2 separate regions of the Gossypium hirsutum genome follow, and region 1 is linked to region 2. A link is a contact called in public Hi-C data. All regions are on one chromosome and are shown on one strand. Each heading gives the region's core, a stretch centred on a gene start, on an enhancer-like site or on the middle of the called end of the contact. The rest is flanking DNA. Distances are from core to core; before and after follow the strand shown.

Region 1 (6,279 bases), core at 1,930-4,429, 38 kb after region 2:
TTACTAGATATTTTTAATTAATCTATTAATTAGAAGTCAAATTAACTTTTAATAATAATTAAAATTTATTTGTAAAAGTAAAATATGAAAATAAAAAGTTGGAAAGAATATACATTTTGAGTGTAATTGATAGATTAGAAATGGAAAAGGCAAAAGGAGTATATAAGCCCTTAAATTTTGGGGAAAAATCAATTAAGTCCTTTCGCAAAAAATGCACTTAGTTAAGTTTTAAACTCTCAAATTACATCAAAAGTCTTTTGATTAACGTTTTTCGTCTTTTACTATTTCAATGCTGATGTGACACTCCATATTTGCGATAGTTATTGATGTGGCAATGCCAAGTTAGTTGCCATGTCAGAAAAAAAAAGAATTAAAAAATTAAAAAATAAAATTTTTATTTAAATATTTTTACTGGAATGAACCTAGACAACCCTTTGTCCAAGTTGATTTTAGACTTAATTTTTTAATTATAAAAAATTAATTTCTTTTAAAAGTTAAAATTTTATAAATTTGTAAAACACTATTAAAATTTACAAAAATATTAAATAAAATAAAAATTAATAAAATGGTAAAGGGTAAAAAAATCTCAATAAAAAACAAAAAAATCAATTGGTCCCTTCCATTAATGGAAATTGTTAGTTGACTAGTTTGACCATTAATTGTATGACATGGGAATTATGTGAATTTTGTTCAATTTTAGTGTATTGGCAATTTAGCATAAATTGACGTTGTGGAGCCTAATTATGCAATAATTTGGTAAATGTGTGCTTAATTAAATTGTGAATCGATGTATTTGCTAAATTGAATTAAGAATTGTGGAAATTGAATTGATTTTGATAATTGTGGTATGCTTGGATGATGAATGCATGAAATGCTCGAGGATAAACCTCGATTAAATGGGGGAATTTTATAGACTTGATTGACATATTTTTATGATTTATTTTAATTGATTTTAGACATGTGTTTTGCTAATTTTGATACTTAATTTATTATTTTCTATGTAGGTATAATAATTGTCTAATTTGTGGGAGAACAATTCTAGCTTTAGGTTGATAATTAATCTGGTGTTTGAATTGTGAGACCTTAAATCGTATATATATTTCTAATTTTGTATTGATTAATTTTTCAATTTATGAGATAGATTTAGTCATTTCACAATATTATTTTAATATCAAAATTGAGAAGGGACCCTTGATTCTGTGTTAGACGGCATACAGTTGGTGAATTGGTACGATCCGTAATTGTCATATTCATCTCACTGAAGAACAATTTGATGTGACCAACTGAATGAATAGTTGGATCTGTTAAAGGAGTTAACAATCAAGTTTAAATGACCAACGCAGTTGAGGTTGTTGATTTGTCGAGTCCTTCTAGTTTGCAAGACTGCCAAAAAATTTGTGATAGTTGATTTTAAGGTTATTTGCTTGGTAAAAGTTAACTATTGAACAGTTTCAATAGTTAATTTACGTAGAGAAAGGTTGGTGATTTGAAGTTGTTCCTCGTCACTATAATTGACTTATAAATTGGAGGAGAAAATCTATTATTGTCCAAGATCAATTCTAAGTCAAAGTCAAAATCGTGCTTGAAGTTGGAGCTTTCATCTTATTGGTTTATTCAATTTTAATTTTGTTTGCTTCTTTTATTATTTTCACAGATTCGTATTATTTTTTAATATAAAATTTTATAAAATTAATCAGTTTAGTCTTTATGGAATTGAACTTTGTAAATACTTTTAGAAAATTGTTAATTAAAATTGTAAAAATTATAATCCAAAAAAATAAATTTATAATATTTATGTTTTTTTATGTATTTTATATTTTTATATAAATAGATTTTGACATAAAAAAATTAAAACTAATAATAGTATTGGCATTATAAATTTTACAATTTTCATTTAACAATTCTTTTACAATGATTTAAGAATTTTAAAGTTACAAAGTTAGGTTGCAATAGGAATTTTAATAATAGTTATAGGTTTTGGTAGTTATAAAAATATTATTATATAAATAGATATGTTGTTATATATTATAGTTATTTATACTATTTATTTAGTGTTTAAGTGAGTTAGTGTCACCTTAAATTAGGTCACCAATTTCATTAGAAAATTATAAAAATATCTTTCCCTAATTAAAATAAGTTATACGATTTAAGAGTATTTTAGTCTTTTCATTTTAATAAAAACTAAATAAAACAGCAAATGGTGAGATTTAAACCAATGTCAATTGAATTAGTAAAATTTTAAATTTATCGCTCAACCAAAATTTCATTTTAATATAATTTATATATTGTTATTTTAATATGCACAAGTTATTATCTCCATTAGTTGTATATATTAAAAATTATTGTTAATTGAGTTGGTGTTACAAACTAACTTCATATTAACTCACAATTAATGACAAAATCGTAATAAATAATTGTATTGTATTTAATATTGTTTATCTGATATATTTATGTGTTTAAATTTCGTTTTACTCGTAATTTAATCTAATTTTTTTTTATTATGATTAATTATTTTTAAACTACACGTTTAATTATTTATTATTTGTTATTTTTAAACATGCATCTATATTCTAAATTCGTAATTTTAATGTAGATATACATGTGATATGATTTCTAATATTGTTATATATGTTATATAAATATATTTTAGAATTGATGACGAGGCGCATTGCCCTCGAGCGTATGGCATAGCCTCCCGCTTGAGGCTCGAAACGAGTGGGTTTATTTCAGACACTTGCAGCTCTTGGAGTGTGCTCGGAAGAAAGCAGGTGTGACAGCCATGGCGAAAGAAATGATTGTTTAGTAAGGAGCCACATAAATCATGTTCATGTTTGTTCTGCAAAATGCATGTCTGAGGCACACCGAGGTCTGCTCTTTGATTATATGAGAAGCAGAAGAATAAAGTAAAACCATGGTCCTGTTTGGAAACTGCAAGGTTGGGAACTTCATGCCACAAGTCCTGGAACTTAAATATGCTATTGGCACCAAAGTAGTAAAAAAAGGGTGAACCCTCCATTTGTACACTTTCTGTTGCCCTGCAAATTGGTGGAAAACAGGGCATCCCATCAACCCAAGTCTCATCTTCAAGCTGGGATTCGGAGATCAGTCAATGGGTAGCAGTGATCCATATTAGTTTTTACATAAATAAATAGCATAAAGTACAAATTAAGCCATGCTTCCAAAAACAAATGGAACAGAATCAATAGCTTCTCTTATGGAGCGCCATATTCAAAAATTTGCCAACAATTCCGGGGCATCCCCACAAAATTCCTTTAACAAGTAGAAATTACAGTATAGTTCCAACATTCTTGGAAAATCCCCTCTACTGAATCGTAACATGAAATTCTAAAATATGAAGAAAAAACAAGTGTTAGTCTCACATTATTAACGATCCATCCTCACCAGCCCACACTTTGAAAACATAGAAAACGACGGCCTCTCCTTTTCTCTCTCCCTTTTTCAGCTTTCTTAGAGAAAAGAAAATTTTCAAGGGGGAAAAGAAAATTTGCTTCAAGCTTTATTTATTTATTTATCCTTAAATATAATGGTTTAGGGGAATTTAGTTTAATTTAATATTATATGCTGTCTCTTTCTTTCTCTATACTCTGCAGCAGTTAGAGAGAGAAAGCTTGATCGAAACAGATCTCTATTCCATCCAACTCGACCCACTCTTCTTTTTCTCTTCCAATTTCGCATCGGTTTCTCGTTCAATTTCTCTTCTTTGTCTTTTTTTCGGGTTCCTCTGTTTACATAGAAGGAAAAGAGAAAGGAAAGAAATGATGGTGGTCTAATTGTTTGCTTTGTTGGTGGAAAATTGAGTTTGCAATTAGGGTTTATGGGTGTTTTGGGAATTAAGCTTTTTATGTGAAAATCCAGATTGGTTTAAGCGTTTCGAAATTGGAAGAACGAAGAACTGAGAGGTGTTTTTATATGAGAAAGGATTGATTGATTAGAGAAAATATGATAATCAAGCGCAATCTGAAATCCCAAATGCCGAGTCTAAAACGATGCAAACTCGGCGACTCTGTTGGTGAAGATGAAGATAACTCGGGTACAAGTCGCAAGAAGCGAAAAATCAACTATTATTATCCTCTGACTCTCCTCGGAGATGTCGCCGCAGGCATAATTCCGGTCAGTCTCCACTATATTATAGCCTCCGGAGAGCTTGAGAAGGGTTTCGCTGCTTCATGGAACACCGAAGTCTCGTGCTCTCCTGATGAAGTGGAGTCTAAATCCAAACGCTCAGATTCGTCCAAGCCAAAGAACCGAACAGTGGAGATTGCTCGGCCTCCGTTGGTGAGGACATCGAGAGGGCGAGTTCAGGTACTTCCTTCACGGTTTAACGACTCTGTTATTGAGAGTTGGAAGAAAGAAAGTAAAACTAGCTTGCATGATCATAGTTTCGATGAAGATGAAGATGACGATGATTTTGAATGTAAAAAGGATAAGTACAGTTTTAAATCTTCTAAAAATTGTAAGCAAAACATGAAAAACCAGCGAAACAAGGAAAACAAAGGTTATAAAGGGAGAAAATATACTACATTGTGTGAGGAAGATGACAGAGAAGCAGGGTATGGTAGGTCTTCTGGAATTGGGAAGTACTCAAGTTTCCGGAGTTCCTTAACTTCAGTGCATGAGCAGTTAGTTGGAGAGTATGAGAAGAATGCGAATGGGGTTCTCATTGTTGATTTAACAACCCAGGGCCAAGCTTCAAGGGAGAATGGTGAGAAGGAAGATGGGTTGTATGGGCCAGAGGATTTCTATTCGGGGGATATAGTGTGGGCAAGGCCAGGGAAGAGGGAACCGTGTTGGCCAGCTATTGTTATTGATCCAATGACACAAGCTCCTGAGCTGGTTTTGAGGTCTTGTATCCCTGAGGCAGCTTGTGTGATGTTCTTCGGACATTCTGGAAATGAGAATCAGAGGGTACTGATTACTTTATAATTAGAGCTTGTTTAACAGTTTATGTTTGGGAACTTATTTACTTGTGGGATAGTCATTAAGTATGTTACTTTAAATGATATTGGACAGGATTATGCATGGGTCAGGCGGGGGATGATTTTCCCATTTGCAGACTTTCTCGACAGGTCTGTAGATTGTTTTTTTCTTGAGGCAATTGATTTTTTATTGTGTAGCTGGTATGTGCTTAGGTAGAGTCTGCTTAGTGTAGGTTCCACGAGCAGCCTGAATTGGCTAGGTGCAAGCCTAGCGATTTCCAGTTGGCAATGGAAGAAGCTCTTCTGGCAGAAGAGGGATTTACTGAGAAGTTGATGGACGATATAAACATCGCAGCTGGGAATCCAGCTTATGATGAATCTATTCTTAGATGGGGTCAGGAGGCTACTGGGTCAAACCAGGATCTGGGCTATTGCCTTCCTAACCAGGCAAGTTGCTGTGTAAAAAGTTCAGGCTTGTTTTCTTCTTATCTTTTTTCTTTGGGATCAAATTTAACGACATTTCAAAGGCCTTCATTTACCTTAACTTTTGGAATTCCAGCCACTCTCAGGAAAGAAAGGCTATTTGTTTGTATCTTGTCTTGGGGAATCCGTTTGCATCTTATCTTTAGTGTAACCTTAGTTCTCTCTCTTTTGGTGCCAGTGTTTAGAACAATTTTGAGCTCCTTATTGTTTGACTTAGTCTGCATAAAAATAAATTTCAATAACTTATTTTTATGTATTTGTCTAAAACAATTGGATCATATAGGTTAAGGTGCAGGGTTGAAGTTGTTCCTTCTAGTCTTCAAAGTCTATTGAATGTAATATTTGCAGGGCTTGTTTGGGAAATGTAAGGATGCAAGATTTTGTGAAAGCTGTGGCATGACGCTCCCATTTAAAATGGGAAAGAAAATGAAAGCATCAACTCCTGGAGGCCAATTCCTGTGTAAAACATGTGCTAGGGTTTGTGGCTACACCTTTTTTGCTTCTTAAATTATGTTTCCACTGTTTTTTTTTTGTTACTTTTCAGAACTATATGCTTTTTTATTGCAGTTAACAAAATCTAAACATTATTGTGGCATTTGCAAGAAAATTTGGAATCAATCAAACAGTGGGAGTTGGGTAAGGCAACATAGAAACTTGAGTTTTGATTTCTTTTCTTGCTGCTATTGAGCAGATTTTATTTTTAATACTAATTTATTGCTCATTTACACTGAGTTAGGTGCGATGTGATGGTTGTAAGGTTTGGGTGCATGCAGAGTGTGACAAAATTTCCAGCCGTCACTTTAAGGTTCATATGTCATACTGTTTATTGTAATTCATTATTTATTTTGACCTAGTGAAG
Region 2 (6,987 bases), core at 3,436-5,935:
TTATTTTAACTAGGTGCTTGGTTGGGCTCAAGCAATGCCTAAATTTGCAGCTGAACTTGTGAAGTTTGTGCAAACTTTCCTTGAACGAACCTTTGAAAGATGTCGAACTTCATACATGGAGGTATGGATTCTTCCGTATACATGTTCTTCCTTAAGGTTGCTTTTATATGCTTTTTAACATGCTCTTCATTTGTTGTTGATCTTTTTTTGCCAACTAATTCTAATTAGTTGTTCTCTCTATTTTCGAAGTGCTTGGTCAGATCAATAACCTGTGAAATTATTAAGAAAGAAAATTTTACATAAGAATGTTTAGATGTCTTCACCTGATTAATTATTGTTCTAGATATTATTAATAGATAGGTTGTTTATAGTTGTGCAAGACATTAGCCTTAGGTGGGAGGCATGGGTAGAAGGGGGGAGCATTTTTGCTTTTTTTCTTCTCTCCCCCTCTCTTTGTGTTTAACATGGATCCAAACTTTTGAAGATATATTTTTCAGTGCGTAAGTGGAATTGCATTTATTAGCATGGATAAATTGTCAAACAAGGGTTAAGATGTATGATTTTTCTGTCTACTGTAGGCCATGTAAACTAAGGTGTGAATATGACAGGTTAGTCATAGCAGCTCCTCTAATCTATAAGGTACAGATGGAAATAGACTAACAATGCATAAACAAAAGCAAAGAATCTGACCGATAGAAAAATGTTAATGGCATTTTACGACTGTTAAAAAGCTTCCAAAAGATAAGTACCAAGAAATGTCCTAAAAGAATCCAAAATAGGCTAAAGCATGTTTGGTGTTATCAAAACTGATTCCACCTCTAATGTTTAATATGTTATGCCGTTGTGTAAACCAAGAAGCAGTGATGTTCATGCTTGTTGAAATTATTTGATTGAGATTGTTGAAACTATACTTTTTCATTATATTAATGTGAATCTAATAGAGAGTTGGTCTTTATACATTTATTTTGTACAGTAATAGACATTTTTCATTCATAAACATTTGTTAATATTTCAGGCAGTTCTTGAGAAGCAGAGTTATATGGTCGTTGGAAGGCATGATATTGACAAATTGATGCGACGTGATCCAGCTAGTGCATGCTTACCGAATGCACTTGGTCAGTCAAATATGGGAAATATTGTTTCTGATATGGAAAGTATGGAGATTGAATCAGAACTAAATGAACTCCTCTTAAATTTGCGTCCTATTAGGCAGGTACATATGTTGGGTGATGACTTATGCCCTACTGTTTCAAAATTTCCTTCGAGTAAATAGCTATGTACTGTTTAATCCCAGAAAAAGGTAACTTATTATGCATCTGAGCTTGACTTGCTAGTGAAACTTAGGTGCCACCTTTTGTATAAATTGAAATTTGATGTTGTTTAAGTATAAATTGAAGGTAGTCATTCTCTCTTAACACATTTTGTGCAGGATAATCTAATCCGTGATGACCATAAACTTGTTTTGCTGGCATCCCTGAGTGATTCATTGGAGTTTGTTGCAGACTCCATCGAAAGGCAAGTTCTTTCATCTGGCTTGAGTTGGTATTGGATTTAATATGCAATGTTCGTGAAGCAACAGTGGGTGTTAAACAGTAGTTTATGAGGATATAGGGAGTTATTAATAAAATTGACATGTGCAGCTTGAGATCTATTCCCTGGATTCTAGCACATGGATCTTGATGTTTACCTACATGTACCAAAGCTTTATGATACCCCTATAAGTTTAGAAAGTAGCTTTTTTTGTTCTTCTATGTGATTCAACCACGTATTTCTAGATCCAAATAATTGGTGAGATAATGTGATTAATATTTGTAACCAAATATTTTGTATATAGGAGTCATGATAGGAAATTGATTTTTCTAAACCTAAAGCTGTATGTGCAACTTAATAGATCTTTGCATCGAAGGAAAATAAAATGTTACAGAGCATTAATTTCACAATCTTTTCCCCCCTTTTTTTCCCTGCCATATATATACAAAGAATAATATCTTCCTATCCAATATACATCATTTCAATAATAGATCCTTCTGCAAGAATGATGTCATGATAGACAAATATGATTTTGAGTAACTTCCTATCCAATATATTTTCTGCTATCTCATACATTTAAAAAAAATATGTATTGAATATGTAGACTTGTACAGTCGACCCCACTAGCAGCACTAAACAATGTGGAGACTAGCAATAAACAAACAAGCAGTTCACCAGCTAGGGATCTGGCATCATTTGCAGATGAGTACAGAAAACTAGCTATTGATTGCTTGAAAGTTTTACGGGTGGAGATGCAGCTGGAGACAATTTTCCACTTGCAGGTTTGTACAAATAGCTTAATTTTAGATATACTTGAAGAATCACTATGCGGTGAAGGCACCTGTAGGTAACCAAGCATTATGGCTCCAACAGGAAATGACATCTAGGGAATACCTGGACAACCAGGATGCGGAAGAGCCTGATGACTTTGTTATTTCACTTACTGCACAGGTTATTTTCTCCATTTCTTATTATCTTGTAGCTTGTTTCAGTTTTAAACTTCTAATGATAATTGTCCATCAGTTCATGCTCCTATACTCTGTTGCTCCATCTTTTCCTTTTCTGAAGTACCCACATCCAATACTTATGTTCAAACATATAATGGAATAGGGTATGGGGGATATGACTCTCCAAGGAATCTTCAAATACATTGAAAAACTTAGAAATAAATTAAACATACCCATGAAAGATGGGTATCAACATCCAACACTGACACCCAAGTCTGGAAATATGGACTCCTATAATCTATCAAGTTGTTATGTACTCAGTGGGTAAAACCTCATGGGGAAATTCAATTTGAATGTTGGCTTAATATGAAGGATTGTTCTACCATTTCATGTTCAGCTGTTTGTTTGGTATCTTATTTATTTGTTTATTTTTACATGTCTTTTTTAATTTTATGGTTATTTGGTAAGTAGTGGGCATCTTTCCCTGTAACTTCTTTTGAAAATAAAAAGCAGCTTGGGTCAGCTGTTTGATTTTACCTTTGATGACTATTAATGAGAAGCATCATTTAAATTTGACTTTCCATTTTCTCTGTGTATAGATAACACGCAGGGATGAGGAAATAGCTCCTTTTGTTGCTGGAGTGAAGCGTAATTATATTTTTGGTGGAATATGTAGCATTGCTGCAAATGCATCACTTAAGGTTGGAGTTCATTGTTAACTTTGATTCTAATTTGATCATTGTTCAGATTAGTTTTTATTTAGTGTATTATCTCTATTCCTCTAACAATGTGAAATTACTTCTGGATAGGCTTTGGCTGACATGAAATCGATCAATTTGTTTGGAGTTCAGCAGATATGTCGGAATTCAATTGCTCTGGGACAGGTCAGTATGTCTTTATTTTCAGATGGGATGGGATGGGATGGGGTGGGGTAGTGCGATGGCATTTATTTTATCTTTGAAGGTGCTTGAAATAATATGACAGTATTCCCATTTTTTCTCTAGCTCATCCGCTTTACTATGCAATTCTGTTGTGATTTTCTCGTCTGTTGAGTCCATTCTCAAGTTTTCTTTATATGAAGATTACAGTCTTGAATTTTCCCTTACAAGCAAACTCTCATCTTGTCTTATGTTGCTCCAACTCTTCATTTTTCTTGAACCATGTCTGACACCCAAGTAATACACATTTTCGGCCATGCGAATGTGACCCTCCAAGCAGTAAAAATTGTCCGAGAAAGTAACAGTTCCGTATGTGCAAAAATCATTTTACACTTTCTCCTCGCTTTCATCTTTTTTACCTTTACTTTTCTCATACAAAAGGATAATTGGCTCTTATGAAAAAGGGTATACATTATTCTAGCATCAGTCGCATAACCCTATCCTTCCATGCAGCCTTGCTTGGTTTTGCTTTATGGTCTTAATGTTTTGCCGAGAGTTTGAATGAAAATAAGTTCCAAAGCTTTTCCGAAATTCAACTGGTTCAGATGTATCCTTCTGATTTAGGTTTTGCATGTACGAAATGATCCTGATTTTACCATCTCTGCTGTCATTACAGGCCCTTGCAGCTATCCCTTCAATTGACAGCGAAGCTGTACAACAGAGACTTGATCATGTCCGAACCTATTATGAACTGTTAAATATGCCATTCGAGGCAAGCTATTGGAACTCATAGTCCATTTTGTTGGTGGTGAATAAACTTTTATGCCATTCCAATTTATTCATACTTTCCTTGATTGCAGGCCTTGGTTGCCTTCATTACCGAGCACGAGCACTTGTTTACAGCTGCAGAGTAAGTAGCGTGAACTAATATCTTCTAGTTGAAGCAAAATATTTGGCATTAGTTAAGTGACAAATTATGCTTCGTTTTGACAGGTATGCTAATCTTCTAAAAGTCCAAGTCCCTGGAAGGGAGATACCTCCTGATGCACAAGATCGAATATCAGAGATTTTATCACGTTAGCAGTTGAAGTGGCTTGATTTATATCTTCCAAATCATATGATCTTTGCTTGCATAGTTAATTTCTGGTGTCCCTATCAGTACAGCAGAGTGTGTGGGTCATGCTCCAACTACGGGTATTGTTTTGTGGAATGCCAGAGAGACGAGGTTTGTTTTATTGCATTCGTAGTTATAATTTGTTATTGGTGTAGTATCAATTTTGTGAGCTGCGTGTTTCTCCGATTATATTTATTGCTGGTTGTGGACATTCTACATCCCAACTTCCAACTGCTATAGGAAGTCCAAGTTCGATAAGAAACATCTATTTTTTAACCCATGTGGCCTCTCAACATCCATCTAACAACTTCCGCAAAAAAGTTGCACCTGAATTCAGATAAAATGGTAACTAGATGTGTGGAAAAAACCAGATCAAGAACCGATGAACCAACCGTTATAAAACTGGTTTTGGACTAAAGAAGGTACAGAACAATAAAGAGAAGTCTCTATTTTTATTTATCAATACAAAATTTCAAATGAAATAAAATTTTACGACATTAAAGTGTATTAAACTTCTCTTGATAGACATTTAGTTTACAAGAAAATATTTACAACACTGTAAAAATCTTGTTAGTGAAGGAAAGACGGTAAACATATTCTCATTAAAAATCTCATCGAGAAAATTTAGTGAGACAGAAGTTTAGTCAAAGGGAAAGAAAGGTATAGTGTGTTTCTACTTTCTTTCATAATAACATCGAATGGATTTGATAAACATTTAGAAGTTGTGAGAGAGAAATTCTTATTTTAATTTCTTGACGAGTTTTAACAATAATCATGAACTTTCAATAATTTTAAATATGTTCAAATTAAAACAATGTATAGGTATTGAACAATCTTTTAGGAATTTTTATATATATTCAGTATTCTAATTTTTCTAAGAATATATTGTACAACAATCATTAGATCATTAGATGCATGGCAAAAATTTTGTGAATTATATGTAAAGGTGCTTTCCACATAATACTCAAAATTCTTGGTGAGGTGAGCGGTTAGAATGAAGAAGATTTGTACTTGGAGTGTGGGTTGAAAGCCATTTGGGTTTTAGACTTTCGGTAAATTTTGTTTGCTTTCATGAGCTGAAACAAGAAATCCATTTAATGAAGTTCTTGGTCGGGTCCAAGGAAATTTGTATTAATGGACGAGATAAAACTGAAACAAAATTTGAGAATTAAAGCTGAAATTTGTGTGCTAAAATAATCTTAGTTGAAATTTCTTAAAAGAACCATTTAAGTACAAATTAAGAATTTAATTTAGTTACTGATTTTTAAGAGAGAATAACAGGGGCAAAGCCCTACAAGATGAACAATTTATTTATTTATTTTTAATTTTTTTAAAAATATTTTATTTTCACAAAGGTGAAGGACTGAATTATTAAAATGCCATTAAAAGGGTAGTTTTGAATTTTGAATGATAAAAGTTTATAGATCGAGGATATATTACACAGGGCTCGAGCTTTCTTTATCATTTTAAATGACATAACAAACTTAATTATAGGGCCAAGTAACTAAATAAATTATAGTACATGTGACAAAAAATAAATATGACACTATTCTCAAAATCTATTTATAATCTATCGAGTATATAGGATATACTAGTGTCATAAGACTAGAATTTTCGTTCACAATTTGTGCGGCATTAGGAAATTTCTTCGTTTTAAATGCGTCTAAGTCAGCCTAACTCTCGTAAAGTGAGGATTCTCATAGAATTCCTAAGGCACCAAAATATAGCAAGCGCAATCTCAAAGATAAAAGAAGCTAGACAGAGCAAAAAAGCAATGCATAAGGTGTTTGAGTAAATGCTCTTAATATATTTTTTAGCTCAAAGAATAAAATACAATTGATGATTACAAATGAAGGGGTGACTCTATTTATAATTGAGCTCTCCCAAAACAGAAAGTATAGATTAAGTTACTTTGACGGACAAGATCGAAGCCTATCTATAATTAAGGGATTTACACAATCTCAAGATTACAAATTTTATCGGATTACAAATCTTCTAAAATTACTTTCTTTATTTACTAAGGTAGCCTTAATTTCCCAAAAGTGCTTCGTTGGGCCACCAAGACTTCACATGGATGTGCTTCATCACTTGTTCTTTGAATTGAGTCAGTTCAAGTGGGTTAAATGAATCTCATTTAATATGTAGACCTCCATGGGACGTTCTTTGTGCTTTGGTTACGGGCTTTAAATCGCGACTCGTGACTTTTCCCTCACCCATTCTCGCAATGCCCTCATTGCGTTTTCGAAATGACATTGGTTTGATTCGCCTCAAAACTTTCTCAACACCTTAGCCCTTCCCGACTAGTCTCACTAATCCCGTCATTTGGAACCTTTGCCTCAACTTCCATCGTCTCTTAACTCAAATAGTTTCACTCGTTGGTACATCTCGTTTGCAAGAGCACGCCACTTTTACTCGCCCACATGACGTGCCTTAATTGAGATTCCCTTGATCTGTGCGCATCTACTTCAGCATGCCCACGTTGAACACCGGGTTAACTTTGAGTATTCCTGCTAACTCT

The links. Hi-C and Micro-C count contacts between places; a contact is called where the count stands out from the background.
Region 1: a contact with region 2 is called in a Hi-C map of leaf, with 2.8 times the contacts expected there. The contact joins the promoter of LOC107937631 here to the enhancer-like site in region 2. A contact is called at or near these places in 12 of 34 Hi-C or Micro-C datasets (anther, callus, hypocotyl and 3 more).

Annotation. Positions count from the first base shown.
Region 1 is chrD04:516,348-522,626 of Gossypium_hirsutum_v2.1, forward strand. LOC107937631 (histone-lysine N-methyltransferase ATX5) reads left to right here and starts at 3,180. Exons shown (of 23, transcript XM_016870553.2): 1 at 3,180-4,926; 2 at 5,032-5,087; 3 at 5,171-5,384; 4 at 5,769-5,897; 5 at 5,988-6,056; 6 at 6,157-6,225. The coding sequence starts at 3,961.
Region 2 is chrD04:477,181-484,167 of Gossypium_hirsutum_v2.1, forward strand. LOC107937621 (exocyst complex component SEC8) reads left to right here. Exons shown (of 27, transcript XM_016870534.2): 18 at 14-121; 19 at 1,016-1,213; 20 at 1,430-1,515; 21 at 2,135-2,312; 22 at 2,404-2,481; 23 at 3,077-3,178; 24 at 3,287-3,361; 25 at 4,032-4,127; 26 at 4,216-4,265; 27 at 4,349-4,745. The coding sequence ends at 4,436. Among protein-coding and RNA genes, the nearest start is that of LOC107937615, 15 kb to the right of the region's middle. Within about 2 kb of position 4,686, at least 1 of the 9 cell types and tissues checked has an H3K27ac peak or open chromatin away from gene starts, as enhancers often do.